Regions from separate parts of the Mus musculus genome. Here all the other regions are linked to region 2. The links are chromatin contacts, called in public Hi-C maps. All regions are on one chromosome and are shown on one strand. The core of a region is the stretch at or near the end of the contact, and the rest is flanking DNA. Distances in the headings are between cores, read along the strand shown.

The links. A called contact is a pair of places that touch in the nucleus more often than the background predicts.
Region 1: a contact with region 2 is called in a Hi-C map of the N1E-115 cell line, with 2.3 times the contacts expected there. The contact joins two enhancer-like sites. A contact is called at or near these places in 1 of 39 promoter capture datasets (the 3T3-L1 cell line), 9 of 484 Hi-C or Micro-C datasets (the N1E-115 cell line, cranial neural crest, embryonic fibroblasts and 3 more) and 3 of 115 datasets of contacts at active chromatin or transcription factors (cardiomyocytes, fibro-adipogenic progenitors and neural progenitor cells).
Region 3: a contact with region 2 is called in a Hi-C map of cortical neurons, with 2.9 times the contacts expected there. The contact joins two enhancer-like sites. A contact is called at or near these places in 6 of 484 Hi-C or Micro-C datasets (cerebral cortex, cortical neurons and reprogramming fibroblasts).

The regions. Positions count from the first base shown.
Region 1 is chr5:45,101,248-45,105,303 of GRCm38.p6, forward strand. All of the region lies in intron 5 of D5Ertd615e (DNA segment, Chr 5, ERATO Doi 615, expressed), which reads right to left. Among named protein-coding and RNA genes, the nearest start is that of Gm46912, 60 kb to the right of the region's middle. Within about 2 kb of position 1,599, at least 37 of the 459 cell types and tissues checked have an H3K27ac peak or open chromatin away from gene starts, as enhancers often do. A contact at or near this core is called in the N1E-115 cell line and uterus, where this site is marked.
Region 2 is chr5:45,276,586-45,280,457 of GRCm38.p6, forward strand. The region is part of intron 4 of D5Ertd615e (DNA segment, Chr 5, ERATO Doi 615, expressed); the gene reads right to left. Among named protein-coding and RNA genes, the nearest start is that of Gm46912, 120 kb to the left of the region's middle. Within about 2 kb of position 1,541, at least 68 of the 459 cell types and tissues checked have an H3K27ac peak or open chromatin away from gene starts, as enhancers often do. A contact at or near this core is called in the N1E-115 cell line, cortical neurons and uterus, where this site is marked.
Region 3 is chr5:45,135,261-45,138,982 of GRCm38.p6, forward strand. All of the region lies in intron 5 of D5Ertd615e (DNA segment, Chr 5, ERATO Doi 615, expressed), which reads right to left. Among named protein-coding and RNA genes, the nearest start is that of Gm46912, 26 kb to the right of the region's middle. Within about 2 kb of position 2,146, at least 26 of the 459 cell types and tissues checked have an H3K27ac peak or open chromatin away from gene starts, as enhancers often do. A contact at or near this core is called in cortical neurons, where this site is marked.

The DNA.
Region 1 (4,056 bases), core at 349-2,848, 180 kb before region 2:
AAGACCAGGCAGAGCAGCTGAAGGATAGATTTGGGGAGGCTATTTTTAAAACTTAGTTTTAACGTATAAACAAATGGATTTCACTTTAACATTTTCACACATTTAGATCATTAGACTTTATTATCCCCCAACTCACTTCTGGTCCCGTCCTCCCTCTTGCTGGATCCCTGCCTTCAAATCGTCTATGCTTTTGCTTTCAAATCAAATATATTCCATTAATCTCTTTTCCCCTTCTCCCTGCCAATCTTCAAAACACACACACACACACACACACACACACAGAGAGAGAGAGAGAGAGAGAGAGAGAGAGAGAGAGAGAGAATGCTGTCTACTATCAATTCTCTTCACATTTCAAAAGTGGGTATTTGTTTACATAATCATGTTTGTTTTCTATTTCTCCTTTGAAAAAAGTACAAATTCTTAGGTGGGGGCATGTCTCTTGCACAACCCCACCCTGCATCTGTCCTAACGGTTTAATAAATATTTGGTGAATAAATATAACATCTGGGGTTAACAGCTGCCTGCAAAATGATGCCAACCATTTTTCCATCCGTTCTGTCTCCTTCACCAATGAAATAATACTGGTATTGGAATAAAGGAGAAGCCCAGCCTTTTTTCCAGGCATCTTTTTATAGCTTCAGTTGGTGCAGAGATACAGACCCAAGTCACGTGATTTTGTATTTAGAATATTAATTTTCCCTAGGTCAGGCAGAAGCAGCAATACTTTCCTTAATGAAATGCTCTTGTACTAATTTCTATTTGTATGCAAAAGACGTCATGGGTTTAACACATTGAGACAGTCTCTCCCAGCTAGATCTGCCTCGAAAAGAAGGGGAAGGCATCTGATTTATTACATATAAACAAAATGAATAAGATAACATTTTATTAGTTAGAAACCATTATAAAAACAGCAATGAAATGGGGTAGTACAAGTGGAAGACGCCCTTATCAATAAATCCTGGGGAAGTTTAGGACCCTGGTACATGTTGGAATAATAAAAAAGATAATTAAAAAGATCACATTGCAGACCTATATCATATGATCAAGGAGCTTTGAAACAATAGGGAACATCAGGGCAGCCATGGTCTGTAAATTGCTAGCCTTTTGGCAAAGGAAAGGCGTTTGCCGTTCAAGTTGGTTTAGTACATTCAAGAGGAATCCATTTTTAGGTTCTGTAGTGTTTGAAACATTTAGACCCAAGTAAGCAATCTCTTTCAGATCAGTGCATTTTAGGGTCTGGTTTCTGGTAGAGAGACAATAATGGCTTTATGAAATTAGCTAGCCTGTCAATTACATTTGTTATAACTAACAGGGGTAGGTGACAAAGACTTGTTTTGTTATTTTCTCTGGGAAAGACTCCTAGTTTTCCTTCCCTTGTCTAAGAATCTTCATTTCATCCCCGAAAATCTTTATGACACATGGAAAATACTTTTTTATATATACGAAAATCATGGCAGGGAAACACAGAGAGCTGGGAGGATTTTCATTTCCCAGAGAGCTGTAGTCAGTTTTTAGAAAGTAAATTGTGTCCTGTGCTCCCTCCCCCAGGTCGGTGTCTTCCTCCCTCCTCCTGGTCAGTTTAATATGAGTCACTGCCAGGGCTTTGTTGTGTGGAATAACATTTTCTCCTGGGACTCAGTTCATGCAAAACACACCCTGCTGAGAGAGTGGAAATTTACCCATAAGACATTCTCCCAGCAGCAAGACCCTGGAGGAAACCTGATCAGAATGTTTAACAACCTCACTGCCTCCTTTGCCTTTAACTCCCCCAAATTTTTCAGAAAGCGAGGGAAAAAAATCCTCAAGCCAACCACATATTTAAGACCCATCATACCAAGTGATAACATACGGTGAGATATGGTCTGATTTAGAAAGAAAACTGAAAATGAGTGGATTTTTTTTTCTGCCGTTTTCCTGCCACTTTGTCTTATTTGGCATTTTCTCTTCTTCCTCTTCTCTTTCCTCACTTTGGTTTATAGTCACTCTGCAGTCATTCATTTGATCAATGCCTGGATATTTCTAAAAGAGAAAATGTAACTGCCACAAACTCAATAAGTTACATTAAGCCAAGCAGGTATTATTCTGCAACATTTTTATAAACTCCGATGTATTTTATGTGGTGTGACATGGATTACCACTAAAATAATATATGTGTTCATAAGTGGTATAAGCCACAAGCAAGATCTGTTGAGACTGCCTCATAAAAAGTGTTGGAACAAGCTCATCTTAGCAATGCATACAGATAGAACATAGTTAATAATATAATATGAAGGCAATCCACAAAGGTAATACAGTTACAATACTAACAGAATTCTATATAACTAGTGGTATGATGTAACAATGTAAGGTACAGAACATACGTGTGCATGCTTCTAGGCACACATACACCTATCGATATACATATTGCTGCGTTTAAGGAGTCAACATAACGATTACAGAAAACATAGGGATGGGAGCTCCGCCCAAGAATTTTGTTCCTCTGCCATCAACATTTATGGGTTAGTTATGTAAAAATAACATTTCTCCCAAGGCAGCTAGCATCTTAGAGAAGGACCTGACAGTGTTGGCAGGAGCCAGCAGGCTTGGAAAGGCATCAAAAGTTACCTGGCCTGATGGTCAAGGCAGCTGAGGTTTGATAGCCTGTGCGCTAGACATTGAATCATCGCACCCCCACCCCACTTCACTGAAAACATTGTTATCTAGGTTTTCAACTGTGTACTTATAATGCACTCCACCATAGTATGTGGAGCTGCACAGTGTAAGCCTGTATAAAAGCCCTGTTAAAAATTTCAAAGTTTGCAAACTGGAAGAATAAGTGAGTGGTTCATTTAATTTATTTTAATCAGTTCTATCAGGAAAATGCAACTCTATTGAAGGCAAACCTTTGCAGAAGCAGGGAGCAATTATGTTTTGCGTGTGGAGTGCTCTTTTTAAAAAGACCATGTGTGCAGCATTAACGGGGAGGGGGGGGGGAGCAAAGCTTAGCAATGTCAATCATCTTGATTTCACATTCCTTCAGTGCAGTCCTTAAACACTGCAAAAATTATAGGAAGCTAAAGCTATTTCTCCCAAGATTCTGTGCAGCTGCCTTCTGCAGTTCTTGGACAGGTTTCAGAGAAATGCTTTCACACAGGTTCAGGTTCTTTAGAAGTTAAAGAGAGAGCATGGGGACGCCACGCCTGTCCTTTTTGTTCTTTGTTTGTTTGTTTGTTTGTTTGTTTTTGTAGGTTCTCATATCTTCAAGTAATGAAACATCCCACACTCATTACCATCATGCTTTGCAAGAGTAGCCCTGAGGTTGAGGAGGAAACGGTAACCATTCAAAATGGCGGCTGTTTCTAGGGAAATGTGTTAGGTTGTTGAAGTTGCTTGTTGGGACGTAGGGACAGCATCTCTACATCATATATCAACTTCCAATGGCAGGGCTAAGATTCTATCAACCCCCAGAGAGAGCATAGATCAGACAGAGTTTCTTCTTCCTTTCTTTCATGGCTTTGAATGTCCTGTGGGCTAGCAAGCTGGCTAAATAGGTAAATGTTGTCAAGGCTGACAACCATATGGTGGAAAGAGAGAACCAAGTTCGAGAAGTTGTTCTCCGACCTCCATACATGCACCACATTTTATGTCCCCCAAAACACACACACACACACACACACACACACACACACACACGTAAACTAAAACCAATGCATGTATCTCACAGACAAAGACATTCGAGTTTCCTTTCTATCCAATGTAAGTACATCAACTCTGAGCTCAATATTGAGTGGAAATCTCTTGAGATACAATGACATGCACCCTGTCTGGGTATTATTAGCAAACGCCTCCAATTAAAACGGGAATATTGATGGCTCGTGACTGCAGCTGATTGCACAAGTTCTCATCACTACATAAAGCCTTAGCTTCAGGTCTTCCTGGGTCCGTAGCACAGGAACTTGTATACATTTTTATTATTATTAGAAATTCAACCAGCAGGTTGAAACTTCGAACAAATACTTCAAATCTCCTGGAAGAAATAAATCACCTAAAAGTAGAGTGTTTCCTACTTAGACACCG
Region 2 (3,872 bases), core at 291-2,790:
TCCTTTTGTACTTACGGGTTGGATTGCAGTTATCAATTTGTATATGTTCAACCAACCTTGGACTGAAACCAACTTGGTCACAGTGTAGGATGTTCTTAATGTGTTCTTGAATTCAATTTGCAAGTATTTTATTGAGATTTTAAAAATATTTACCAGGGAAAATAATCTACAGTTTTCATTTTTTCTCTCTCTCTCTCTCTCTCTCTCTCTCTTTCTTTCTTCCTTTCTTTCTTTCTTTCTTTCTTTCTTTCTTTCTTTCTTTCTTTCTTTTTCTTTCCTCTTTCTTTCTTTCTTGTTTTGTTACCAAGTAATGTTGGCTCTGCAAAATGAGCTTGGTAGTGTTGAATGGTAGTATTTTAGTAGACAGATGAGTCCTAGAGGGACTAGGGTAGCAAAATCAAGCAGAAATAAAGTGTGAGATACAAATATAAGCCATTTGTAAAAAAAAATATTCTATCATGATTATTTGTATAATAATTGCCTAGTAGCCATATTTTCAAAAAGTAGCATAAGATTAACTTTTAAAAGGCACTTTATTCAAGCACATATTTGCAACCAATTACAACATAAACTTAGGATCTGTGTAAAAATTGCTGGAGATGTCCCATAGTGTTTTCGGGGCAGTCTGTTCTCAGTGCACCAGTAGCTATATTTTGAATGTTCTGTCGTTATACATGCTACCATCATGGACTGCAAAGTTCAAGGAATAGTACCTATCATAGTGTCACTAAGTCTGGATCACCTTACACTTCAACATTGCTACAACCTACCCATCACACCCTTAGGGAAATACCAGCATTATTCCATTTCACAGAAGATAGCAATATAAAAAAAGAGGTTAACCCCTTGAAAGTCCTGAGTGCACCCAGACGTAGTACGTTTCTGTAACTGTGCTGGACACATACCAGAGGGGATCGTGCACATAAACAGTATGGGTGTGAATGTACAGTTTAGGAAGAAACTGAAAAGACGCTGAAGTCTCCAGAGTCCCCAACAGTTTACCAGGGACTGGACTTGGAGGTTTGGAGGGGGCAAACAAGGAAAGCCCCCAAACAATGGCACAAACACTTTCCTTTTCTGTAAGCTGCTCCCCAACAGCAAACTGCAAAGGGGTACTGCAGATGACCCCTGAAGGGCACCTGGGGCATAGATATTTCACTTCTGTTGCAGAAGACCTCCATCTGAAGCAGCCCCTAGATAGGGTCTCTTTGACCAGCCTGGCAAAGTGGATTTCCCTCGTTTTGCAGACTCTTTATTGTCATTCTCTAAAAGTATTAGGAGAAGAGAGATGGGTGTAACAAAATTAACAGTAATTCAAGACCTGAAAGGGGACAGTGGGAGTTCCAAATCTGTCTCTATTAAGATCCTTCTGACGATGACTCCTCCTCCTTTTCCTCCTCCTCCTCCTCCTCCACTTAAGCTTCTCCCAGTTTAGCAGCCAGGAAGGCTAGTGAAAAAGACTGTTTACACAGCACTGCAGAAAGCTATTCTCATGCTCTGAGCAGGGTACTGCTCTTCTGGACAGGGTTACATTATGCGGAGCTTGTCAGCTCCAAGTGCAAAGACGCTTGGCCCTCTTTTGTTTATTTCTTGCTAGGTGATCCCTCACTGGATTCCACTGGGACTTTTGCGTCTTTCTCCGCTACATTTTCCTCATCAGCAGAGCTCATCAGGAAAACCCCCTACTCAGCGGGCTTCCGTGGGAATTCAATGCTCTCTGCCTTTGATGATTCCGAATTCTATGGGACAAACTACACTACCTCGGAGTCAGGTTTTATGCCACCCAGTTTAACCTTGCAGAACCGGTTTTTCAAGTCAAGGCACACCGAGTAATCAAAAGGCAGGACCAGCTGCATCTCCGATATTTGTCTAATTCTTTTCTGTTTTTCCTTTCCTTTCCTTTCCTTTCCTTTCCTTTCCTTTCCTTTCCTTTCCTTTCCTTTCCTTTCCTTTCCTTTTATTTTCTTTCTGTTCCCTTCTCTTCTCTTCTCTTCTCTTCTCTTCTCTTCTCTTCTCTTCTCTTCTCTTCTCTTTGGGGATGGGCATGGCTACCTTGCCACAGCCTAGGCTCTATACAGTCCTCTGCCACGTGCTTAAGAGCTGTTCAACACTAATGATGCGATCAAGTTTTCTGCCAAATTCTAGAACCAAAGGGAGAGACAAGAAAGAAAATTTCATCAACCGCCCCCAGAATCCATTCCCTGAGGCATTCTGCTGTCCTTATCAGCCAGTCTCGAGTCGCTAGCGACCCCAAGTGGCCAATTTAAAATAACAGTCCCATCATCGACCTCTTCGTTGCTACCACACACCCCTTCATTTTACAGAAAAGAAACACACTTCGAGGTTTTTATACTCCCAAATCTGGATAGAATTTTAAAACTGCAAAGATTGAAGAGTCGCTAATGCCACCTGGACTAGCCACCTCATTTTACCTTATTTTATTTTTGTAATTTGATCAAATTCAAGACTAAGACCTCACACCAGGTAGGTAAAGCTCACACCAGGAAGTTAAACACTAAGCAATGTCCCCAGACCTATCTTATGTCATAGGAAGCAGAGATTCAGACAGGTAAAAGTGTGTTCCATAGGTCACAGAGCACATTAGAGTCAATTTTAGGAATAGAAGAAATGGCTCCCAGAGACTTCATGCTTCTAGATCTTGGTTTCCTAACCAAGAGAAGAAGTCTTTTGTTTCTCCAAACCCCAAAAGAAGAGCTGTTAGGAGACAGCATGCTTTAACAGAGTCAAATTTCAGCCACATACACTCCTAATACACGCACATCCTCTCTTTTCCCTTCTACACTCACAACTGACCAGGAAACATGAAATTGAGTCCTGGCCAAAGAGTCAGGAGGACACTATATTTGGTAAACACAGACAAGAGTCTTATTCTTAGGGGCTGGCCTTTGAGTTAAGGGACAATTTAGATTAGATTTCTACCCTCATAACAGCACAGAGCAGACATTATTGTTCCTATTTTGCAAATAGGAAAACTAGAGCTCATGGGCATGAAGTTGCTTGTCTATAGTCAGGCAATGACTAAATTGTAAAACTTATTTGCATAGTTTTATTTATTAATGTCTCAATTTACCAGCCATCAAATGGCATAATAAAGTCAGTATCTAGAGTAAGAAGATATTAGTGTTCCAAGGGGTCCTTTGTAGAGACTGTCTTCAAACAAAATAAATACACAAGATAAAAATGACTGGTGTCACTTTCAGCAGGAAGACAGGACATAAAGTGAGGGATGGGTTTGCCATCCCACAGTCACACCTCTGACCCATAATTGTTCCTGTCTGAAAGAATTACAGGGATGGACATGGAGAGGAGCCTGAGGAAAAGAAGGTCCAGCGACAGGCCCAAAGTGGGATCCAGCTCAAGGGGAAGTCCCAAAGCCTGACACTATTACTGAGGCTATGGAGCGCTCACAAAAAGGAACCCATTATGACTGCCCTCTGAAAGACCCAACAAGCAGCTGAAAGAGTCAGATGTAGATATTTGCACCCAACCAATGAACAGAAGCAGCTGACCCCATTATTGAATTAGGGAAGGCTGAAAGAAGTTGAGGAGAAGGGTGATCCTGTAGGAGGACCAGCAGTCTCAATTAATTTGGTCCCCCAAGATCTCTCAAACACTGGACCACCAAACAGGCAGCATACAACAGCTGATATGAGGCCCCCAACACACATACAGTAGAGGCCTTCCAGGTCTGTATTCATTCAGAGATGATGCACTTAACCCTCAAGAATCTGGAGGCCCCTTGCCGGGCAGTGGTGGCACATGCCTTTAATCCCAGCACTTGGGAGGCAGAGGCAGGCGGATTTCTGAGTTCGAGGCCAGCCTGGTCTCCAGAGTGAGTTCCAGGACAGCCA
Region 3 (3,722 bases), core at 896-3,395, 140 kb before region 2:
CAGTACAATGCTTGCCATGCATGCAAGGGTGTATGATCTGACACCCATCTCCCATGTTAAACAAACAAACAAACAAACAAACAAACCAGGGGTGGTGGTGTGCCCTCATAATCCCAACACTGGGGAGGTAGAGAAGACTCATAGGCCAGCAAGTCTAGACTAACTGGTGAGCTCCAGGTTAACGAGACCTCCATGCCTCAGAGGGTGTGGGTGGTATTCCTGAGGATGACCACTGATGATGTCCTCTGGCTTCTACACCAGGCATGCTCATACGGAAGCATATACATATACATAGCAAAGAGAAAGAACAACTCAATGAAGAAGATTCCACAAGATGCCATGCAATAGGTGGTAACTATGTGGCTTTCTCACAGTTTAATTTGATCCTTGGATGTAATTCTAAATATCTTGGGAACTCCTTAAGCAGAATCTTTCAAATAACCTGTTGTTGTTTTTTCTTTTTTTTCCTTCACTCGTCCTTTGGACAATATTTTGTGGGCTTTCATCTAATATTTCAGTCACTTGCGGTGACATTCTTACCCTTATTAAATTGCATTTGAGGAAGTGGATGCTCTGAGGAGTTAAAATGTTTTCTGAAAGGTTGACAAAGGGAGCTATAGTCCCTGTCCTCTAAGAGCCAGTAGGAAAAACAGACACAAAAAGCATGTTTTATGCAAGTCAGTGGCCCACAGAATGCTGGAGGCAGCAGCAAACACAGAGCAGACCATTGGGGAGAGAAAAAAAAATGCCGGTGGGAATCAAGATTTTTGGCTGTCTCTCTCAGATCCTTCTAATTGTGTGACACATATTTTCACTATCCCAATTGTTAGAAGAAACACAGATGAAAAGGGCAGGAGCATCATTTCTTTCAGGGACTTTACAGAGCCTCTTGGAAAAAATCCAAAGCAAAGGATGAATGGCTTGTTACACTGGAGGACCATGGTGACAACATCCTCAAAACTGAGGATGAAAGGCCTGCAAATATCAAATATGGGAAGTATGTAAAATGCTGAGAAATAATGTTTCTATTCCTAGAGTGCTAGAAAGAGCGCTGAGTCTAGAAGTGGATCAGTAGGGGTGATTGCTCTGAGGAAGCCTGTGACAGCCCATTTGATATCAGCCACTTAGTGGTTGATAAATACAATCACATTTGAAGCCAAATCTCATGTAAAAGAGATGAAAGAGGGGTTACTCCAGTCAAACGAATCATGTCAGTCTGTTTTCTGTTACTATAACAAATCAGCTGAGACCAATTTATTTAGATGATGATGATAAACAGTAATAAATAATATCACCATTCTGGAGCATGGCACCATCATCAGGTAGGGACTTTCTCAATTCTTTATATCAAGAGCATCACATGGATAGGCAGAGTAAATACTCTTGTTTAGTTCATTTTCTCTCTCTCTCTCTTTCTCTCTCTCTCTCTCTCTCTCTCTCTCTCTCTCTCTCTCTCTCTCTCTCTCTCTCTCCACCTCCAGTAAAGCTACTAATGTTATTATGGGGCTCCACTCTCATGAAATCATTTAATCCCAAGTACTTCCAACACATTTCATCTTCAGATGCTGTTCATATGTAAATTTGAGGTTTGATTTTCCAACATTGGAACTTTCAGTGGTCAGCCAAGCCCCAGCCACCCACACTGAGTCACTGTCTCCTTTCTGACCACGCCTCCAAGTGAACATTGAAGTATTGTTTAAAAAGTGGTGTGACGATTCTGACAACTCAGAGGCCCGAGACCCTGGGCTCTAGAAAATAGTTGCTTATAGTTACCTCTCTGGTGGAGACCATGGAGCAAGCTGTTAGCAGCCTTTAGGGAAGCACTCATAATTTACATTTCTGATTCTTTTGTCACCTTCAGTGGTTCAAAGGCAGACAAAGCAGCTAGGCTTTGAAAGCTCTGATTAAAAAGAAAATAAAGGAGAGTTCACAGGAATGAACCCTCCCAAGAAAATACCTAGCAATCTTCTAGCTACCTTAACAGTACTCGCAAGCCCACCCACCACAGCACCTAATTGAAATATTGATTCTTTGGTTAGGTCTCTTAAAATTCCAGGGCAGAGAGCCCCACCATCTAGACTCCCCTTCACGGAATCACAGCACAGGGCGCACAGTGTTTCCTTAGCATTAAGCTTCCCCAGCCTTTCATTTCAATTAGTCATAAAAAAGACGAGGAAGGAAAGCATTGTCGGGAAGATTCCAGTCAGTGTTTTATTGCCTGAAGCGCTTCTCGGGCTTAACTATTTCATGGCAAAAGGGGGAATGCTGTTTCCTTGTAGGTAGGGAGCTAAGCAGAAAACAAACTAAATCTACATTCTTTTAAATGATTTATCCAGTATGTTTGTATTACCCAATCTCATTTACGACTCCCTTTTTTCCTTAACAAGCACCCAATTTATGATGAGAAATTATCACCAATCCAACTTTTGCTATTCTTACTTTTTCATTTAGATTCTAAGAGCAACGAAGTCCCTTGACATCATTATCTCCTGTGAATACTAATTATGTCACTACAACTGTGTGCCTGCTAATCTTCCAGAAATAATGTGAGAATTACTGGGACGTGATAGGAGCAGAATGGAATTAGAAACCTATTTGTGAATTTGTTAAAAAAAAAAAAAAAAAGAAAGAAAGAAAAAAAATCCCAGCTTTCTAAGAGTGGTAAAATGTGCATAGCCCAAAATGCTTTCAGAAAGAGACAGATTACCACAATGAAGACAAATGATGGTTCCTAATACCACACTCTGAGCACAGAACAGCCACCCTGGCAAGGCAGCTTTCTGAAGGCTCTTTCCTCCTTTCTAGAAATGTAGTCCACAGAATTTTTAGCTCAGAGACCAGCCTCAACTCCAGATAAGTCCTGTTTTAATCACATTTAGTAGATTCTGGTTCCCAGGAAAATAAAAATGAAGGTAAAATTTTCTCCAGTAGGGTACAGAGACAGTGTCCTAGTACCCATAGCACCTCTGCGATGGAAGGATGTATTTATTAAGCATGGTGGTGGCCATATTTGTTGACTGTCTGGATACAATTTGTGCTTCCCTCAGGTAGTCAGAGATGAAACCTATAGCTTCTTGACTTGTTGCAGTGGCACCTTCTTATGACACTACAATTGCTGAGGCATCTGAGGGCCACCAGGTGAAGGACTTTACCAACAGTGTCCACCCAATCACATGGGGCCAAATCACACAGGTGCTTATTCTCCAACACTCTGTTCATGGTTCTTCTCTATAGAATACAGCATCTCGCATCACCTTCAAAACCAGGTCTTGGGTATTTATCCAAATCATTTCTCTTCACTCTCAGCTCACTGAAGTGACCCCGGCATCTCTTTCTAGTCCCCAGATGCAGGCTTCGGCCGTTCCCTTGATTCCAATCCAGCTCTTGTCTCACCACATAACCTCCAACCTCAACCATGCTCCAGGTCTTTTTCTCATCTCATCTCTGACACTCATTTCCATATCTCTGTTCTGTACGCACTCATGTGCGCGCGCGCGCCACACACACACACACACACACACACACACACACACACACACACACATGCACATACCATGTTGGTGTACACATCTGGGTCTATTTTTACTTTTGAGGTCTAATGGAACTCACTTTGCATCCACCTTGCTCTTCCCGCTCCGTGTCATCCTTTCTCCTGCACCTGTTCCTCTTCCTTCCTTCGCCCATACTCCAACCAATGTTAGGTTTCTCTATTTCCCCACTAT